Linked DNA regions of Oryzias latipes: region 2 is linked to region 1. The links are chromatin contacts, called in public Hi-C maps. All regions are on one chromosome and are shown on one strand. Each heading gives the region's core, a stretch centred on a gene start, on an enhancer-like site or on the middle of the called end of the contact. The rest is flanking DNA. Distances are from core to core; before and after follow the strand shown. Region 1 holds the start of cdk14 (cyclin-dependent kinase 14). Region 2 holds the start of LOC101171690 (E3 ubiquitin-protein ligase znrf2).

Region 1 (3,092 bases), core at 394-2,893:
TCAACGGCCAATTTAAGGGACATCGCCCAACCCTACACACAATATATAGTTTATGAACACATTTCTGGACGAGCATTGAGCATTAAATTTGAGGCAGTGGACACGAATGTGACCCATGAATTGTGTTCGGCGTGTTAGTGAATTTGTTCATTAAACATTGGACTTTTCTCTTTAAAGTGTTGCTTTTGCTCCGGGGCGACTTATAACGCTTCTCCGTTAAGGAAAGAGATGGGTCTCCCCACCTTCATCTGCACAGGAGAGCACCCCCCTGTGCAGATGAAGGTGGGGAGACCCAAAGAACATAAGCAGTCTTGCTTATATTCTTTGGGTCTCCCCACCCACAACGTAGACAGAAAACACAAGAGGAAGGGAACTGCTCAGGTTTTCCTGCTGCTCTTTGTTTCTCTCCCTCGTCTCTTTTGCTCGTTTCATGGATCCATTGATTGATGTCTCAGTCCCTGGTGGGTTCTTCATGTTCCCTGAAAATCACCATCAATGTGACATTAAACCTCAAAGCGTTCATTTCTCTGCAAAGAGAGGCTCTGCAGAAACAATCTTTATTCCCCTTTTGACCCGTCCATATCCATCCATCCATCTCTTCATGCATCCCGCCATCCATTTCCCAAAGCTGCAGAAACCCTTTCAGGGTCATGGGGTTGCTGGAGCCAACCCAGCAACTGTTGGGTGAAGGCGGGGTCCACCCTAGACAGGGTGACAGACTGTTGCAGCCCCCCCCTACCCCCGAGACACACACACACACACACACACATGCACAGCTAAGGACAATATAGAATCACCAGTAAACCTATGAAGCCTGTTTTTGGGAGGAAGCCAGAGATTCCACAGAAAACACACACATGATGCACGAGAGGAACAAGCAGGCTCCACACAGAAAGGACCCAGCCGGGATTCGAACCAGCACCTTCTCATAAAGACAAAAACTCCTAAATGAAAGCTGATGGAGCGAGCAGGGTGGATGCTGAGGAGAGTCTTAGGACTTTCTCTGAAGATCCGATTATCTTTTCCCGCTACAGCAGTGATGAAGCTTAAAACTGTTGACGTTTGTGGGGAAAATGGAGATTAAGGAAAACAATTTCAATATTTCTGAACTTTTGCATTTCATTTCCTTAACTCAAGCTTTGGGGCGCACGCGCCTTCGCCACACAGCTGCAGCAGCTGTCCGGACTGCGACTGCAGCTGCAGCTGCTGCACAAAGAGCCGAGGAGGTCCCGGTACTCACCGATGCTCCGGAAACTCTCGGACAAAGTTCTCCTCAACTTTTTCATTTTGCCAGTTTTCTGGGCGGGCTGAGAGGCCGGCATCTGGTCGCACAGCCCCCCCTGAGAGTGAGCCTGAAGCGGGGAAGGAGCCGCGGACGTCCCGCCTTCAGTTCAGCTGCTGCGCGCCGGAAAACCGGAGGCTGAGCCGCTCCGCCTCCGACAGACCGGAGCTCTGCCTACAGACGCCGCTGCATCTCCACGGACGGACGCGCAGCGCGGAGGGCGGAGAGCTTCAGACTGGAGCGGGAAGCTGGGTCCTGCGGGATCCTGCGGGCTCGGGAGGGCTCCGGCTCTCACTTCTTTTTGTTTCCCGTCGCTCCTTTGCAGCTTCACCGCAGTCTGGATGTCATTTTTGGGATCCTCCCTCTCTCCGGTGTCGGTCCCAAACTCCGCCCCACCCGACGCCGGTTGGAGAGTCGGGAACTTCCATTGGTACTGAGACGTGTCAATCACTAAAATAGCCCCGCCCACCAAAGTGTCTCAGGATTGGAATGCGTTCACGGACCGTGGGGCCATCTCTTCTTGGAGGAGCAAACAGGATGGCTGATCTGTCCCAGAAAGCTTTGCAGGTTTTTCTTTGTAGTTCTCAGACAGCAGAATGAAGCTCTGCTGTGCGCTGCAGACATTCAATTCAGACCCTATATGCAGCTGTTAGACGCAAGCACAATCCATGCAGACACTACATGCAGACGTTAAATGCAGACACAATACATGCAGACACTAGATGCAGACACTACATGCAGACAATACATGCAGATAAAATACATGCAGACGTTAGATACAGACACTACGTGCAGACGTTAAATGCAGACACAATAAATGCAGATGCTAGATGCGGACACAAATGCAGACGCTACATGCAGACACTACATGCAGACAATCCATGCAGACGTTACCCGCAGACACTACGTGCAGACGTTAAATGCAGACACAATAAATGCAGATGCTAGATGCGGACACAAATGCAGACGCTACATGCAGACACTACATGCAGACAATACATGCAGACGTTAGATGCAGACACAATAAATGCAGACGCTACATGCAGACACTACATGCAGACAAAATACATGCAGACACTACATGCAGACGCTAGATGCAGACACTACATGCAGACGTTAGATGCAGACACTACATGCAGACGCTAGATGCAGACACTACATGCAGACGCTAGATGCAGACACAATAAATGCAGACACTACATGCAGACGCTAGATGCAGACACTACATGCAGACGCTAGATGCAGACACTACATGTAGACACAATACATGCAGACGTTAAATGCAGAGACTACATGCAGACGTTAGATGCAGACAAAATACATGCAGACGTTAGATGCAGACACTACATGCAGACGCTAGATGCAGACACAATACATGCAGACGTTACATAGACATATTACATGCAGACGCTAATCAACCTTTGATAAGACAAGAATAAAGGCTTGACATATTTTCAATCTAAATCGGGATTCTTTATTTAAAAACATTCTGAATGAACTGACCAAACGATGTTTGTTTTTCTTGGAGAAATCTGAATATTGTAGTGCTTTCCACTTCTCCAAATTCGAAGCACTTGATTGAAGAAAGAATCCTTTTCCATGACGGTGCTGAGTAAAGCTGAGTCTTTTTTTCAAGATCTCCAGAGTATTAAAGCACATTTCTCAGAGAGAAATCAGTGTTTGACTATGCAGCCACACAAAAAACCAAGTACAGAAGAAAATCAAACACTTTTCAAAGCTAGTAACCTTTTGTTTCTATGAGGCAGGAGCAGGCAGATCCAGACTCAGAGGTCTGAATCTCACAGTTCTG
Region 2 (2,842 bases), core at 41-2,540, 250 kb before region 1:
TTTTTTACAAAAAAGGTTATAGGATATGAAATAAAGTGATGGAATCAGATCCAACTTTGTTTTCATCTGTGCAGGACTGTCAGTTTGGTTTAGGGTTTATATTTTCCTGTTTCTCTTTAGCTTTGATTAAATAATCTCTGCTCACATCCACACCACTCACTGTGTTTGGACAAATAATGTTGATTGGAGTCCTGACCTCATCTCCAAGAGGGAAGATGCATTGGTAAACTTGGCAATGTGACACAAAAAAAGAGAGAAGAAAGTTGTTTGTCTTTAAAAAAAAAATCTATTGATTTTATAAACCAATGACTCCTAAGAAGACCTCGCTCGGATGGCCGGATGTTCGCCTCGTGCTGTCACTGTGGGGTCACCGGATCGGTTCGGCTCTCTTACCTCCGAACAGACGGGGCGAGAGGTGTGCTGGTAGGGATCCAATCAGCAGCGGAGGACCGGCCCCATCCGAGCGCTCCCCGCCCGCCGCCTCCTCCGGGCTGCTGCCGCCGGACTCCGGTGAGCTGGGGGCTCCGCCGCTGTTTGGGATATTGATGCCGGACTGGGGTCTCAAATCGACAAACCCCCCCAAAGTCCGGACAGTGGCTCCGTGAGGCTGGCTAGTGCTGGACCCAGCACCGGAAGCCCTGGGCGCGTGGTACCGCACACCCACGGCGGGGTTGCGCCCAGCGGTGCTGCTGCTGCTGGTCCCGGACGTGGAGGAGGGCAGGTCCGAGCCAGAGTAGGCTCTGGTCCGTCCGTTAGCAGCTGGGTTGGCAGTGGGACTGCTCTGCTTTGCCCCCATGCTTTGCCTCCCTGCTGACTCGCTTATGAAATGACTGCGGGACGGTCACGGAGCGCCAGACTTCCGCCCGAGGCAGCTGGTATGTTCGCCGGGGCAGGCGTCCGTCCGTGAGGCTAAACAAACTCTTCGCTATGATCCCATCCAGATTAGCACGTAGCCTTTCGGTGAAAAGTTAAAAAGGTCAGCCGTGACAAGAGCCGCAGACGTGGGAAGTTCAGACGCGGACAGCGTGGGGCTCTGAGCTCGGCTGTCGTGGTCGTGATGCGGGTATCCTGCGTGTCCTCCTCGGATGAGCCGCCGCGGCGGACCCGCTGCCCTTCGGCCGCTGGCGTCTCTGTCCCCGGTCCGCCATGGCTCCGCCTGGCCAGGCCCGGCGCAGTCTCTGTCCCTGTCGGTTTAAAAGAGGGAAGTAAGGCAGCGAGTCTAGATCCAAACTGTTTACCGCGTGAGGCTGAACACCCAGGAGCGCGTGCTACTGATAGGGACTTCCGCTTTGAGCCTTCAAAATAAAATCGCGCCTGTGAACAAAAACCGCTTAACAGCTTTGTGGCCTGAAAACTCGATTTCATTAACCTCAGTGGGTTGTAGCACCTTAGTTAAACTTACTAAATAACTTTTATTTAATTTTCATCTATTTCATTCATTCATTCATCTTCTGAACCAGTTTTATCCCTTTCGGGATCATGGCCACGGGGCTGCTGGAGCCTATCCCGGTCACTCGTGGGCGAAGGCAGGGGACATCAGGTCGTCAGTCTGTCGCAGGGTCACAAATCACACACCCATACACACTCACATTCACACCAGTAACTTTATTGAATATAGATGATTTATTAAAATAGCTTACCGAGCTTTTGCTTATTTACTTTGTAAAGCATACGTCCTGCTATGGCTCACAATAGATCCACAGCTTTCTGCTTTTAACATGTACTCAAGTTTCCTTGTTTACTATGATAACACTGAGTGTATAGAGACATTTGGACGTTTCTATCATTTTAATTCATTATTGAAAATATTTTTTTCTGTTTCAAATGTTTCATTCAATACTGTTTCTTAATATTCAAGTTGTTTTTTCTTCTTTTTGTTTTACCAGTTAGCCCACCCCTTTATTCTTGCTTGAGTCATCAAGAATATTCTTTTTTACTTGAGTAACATTATTCTAAAATTGTTTTACTAAACTGCAACTTTTGGCACCTTAACCCACCTAAGATTTATGTAGAGAAAAGCTCCAGCGCCACCAAAGTGAACAATATCCTTTGTCATATTAGCAGAGATGAAGAAGTTAACATTTTTGCAACTCTATGGATTTGCTCACAGCTGTCAGTCCATACCAAACTGCACTACTACTACTTTGGCATGGGGAGGAGGGGCAATGTTTCCCCAAAAGCCGGGACTGTCCTCCCAAATGTGACGCCATGCAAACGGTCCAAATTTAAAAAATGAGAGTTCTTCTCAACCATTTTGGACATAGCCATTGTAGAGATGAAGACAAGAGTTTCCAAAGGAATCTCGACCTCATGAAAGCAGTTATTTGTTTTCAACTTCAATCTCCCTCTTTTCTGGATGTTTCCATTTTAATTCATCTGCAGAAAAAGGTAGGAAGTGACAGTGACAACATTTCGAACAAGATTCTTGTCACAAAAATAATGTTGGAAAAAGATTTCAAATGGACTCATGCTGACGGCAATGTAGAGTTTGTGTCATGATCAGAACACGAGACGGACCCAGATGCTGAAACCCTGAAGGTAAGTGGTTGGTAAGTAGAAAGTTTATTTTCTTTGCTGGTCCAAGCAGTGTTGTGGGTAGGCGTGGCTGGAGCTCTTGGTGAGTGGCGTTGCTGGAGCTCTTGAGGAGCATGGAAGCCGAGGCTCTTGAAGGTGGGAGGCATCAGCGTGAGTGGAATGAAGCTGCTGCTCGAGGTGGTGTCAGACTCAGGTGACTCTCGTGGCATGAGATAAACCTGAGGCACAGAAGAAAAGGCAAGGTTAGCGAGGTACGAGGCAAGGGGAGCCAGATGTAGAGCTTAGCGAGACTAGGCACCATCAGGGT

What was found. A called contact is a pair of places that touch in the nucleus more often than the background predicts.
Region 2: a contact with region 1 is called in a Hi-C map of embryo, with 2.8 times the contacts expected there. The contact joins the promoter of LOC101171690 here to the promoter of cdk14 in region 1. A contact is called at or near these places in 4 of 5 Hi-C or Micro-C datasets (embryo, fibroblasts and gastrula embryo).

The regions. Positions count from the first base shown.
Region 1 is chr16:8,582,208-8,585,299 of ASM223467v1, reverse strand. cdk14 (cyclin-dependent kinase 14) reads right to left here and starts at 1,643. Exons shown (of 15, transcript XM_004077647.4): 1 at 1,241-1,643. The coding sequence starts at 1,322.
Region 2 is chr16:8,832,907-8,835,748 of ASM223467v1, reverse strand. It overlaps LOC101171690 (E3 ubiquitin-protein ligase znrf2), which reads right to left and starts at 1,290. Exons shown (of 5, transcript XM_023964184.1): 1 at 394-1,290. The coding sequence starts at 796.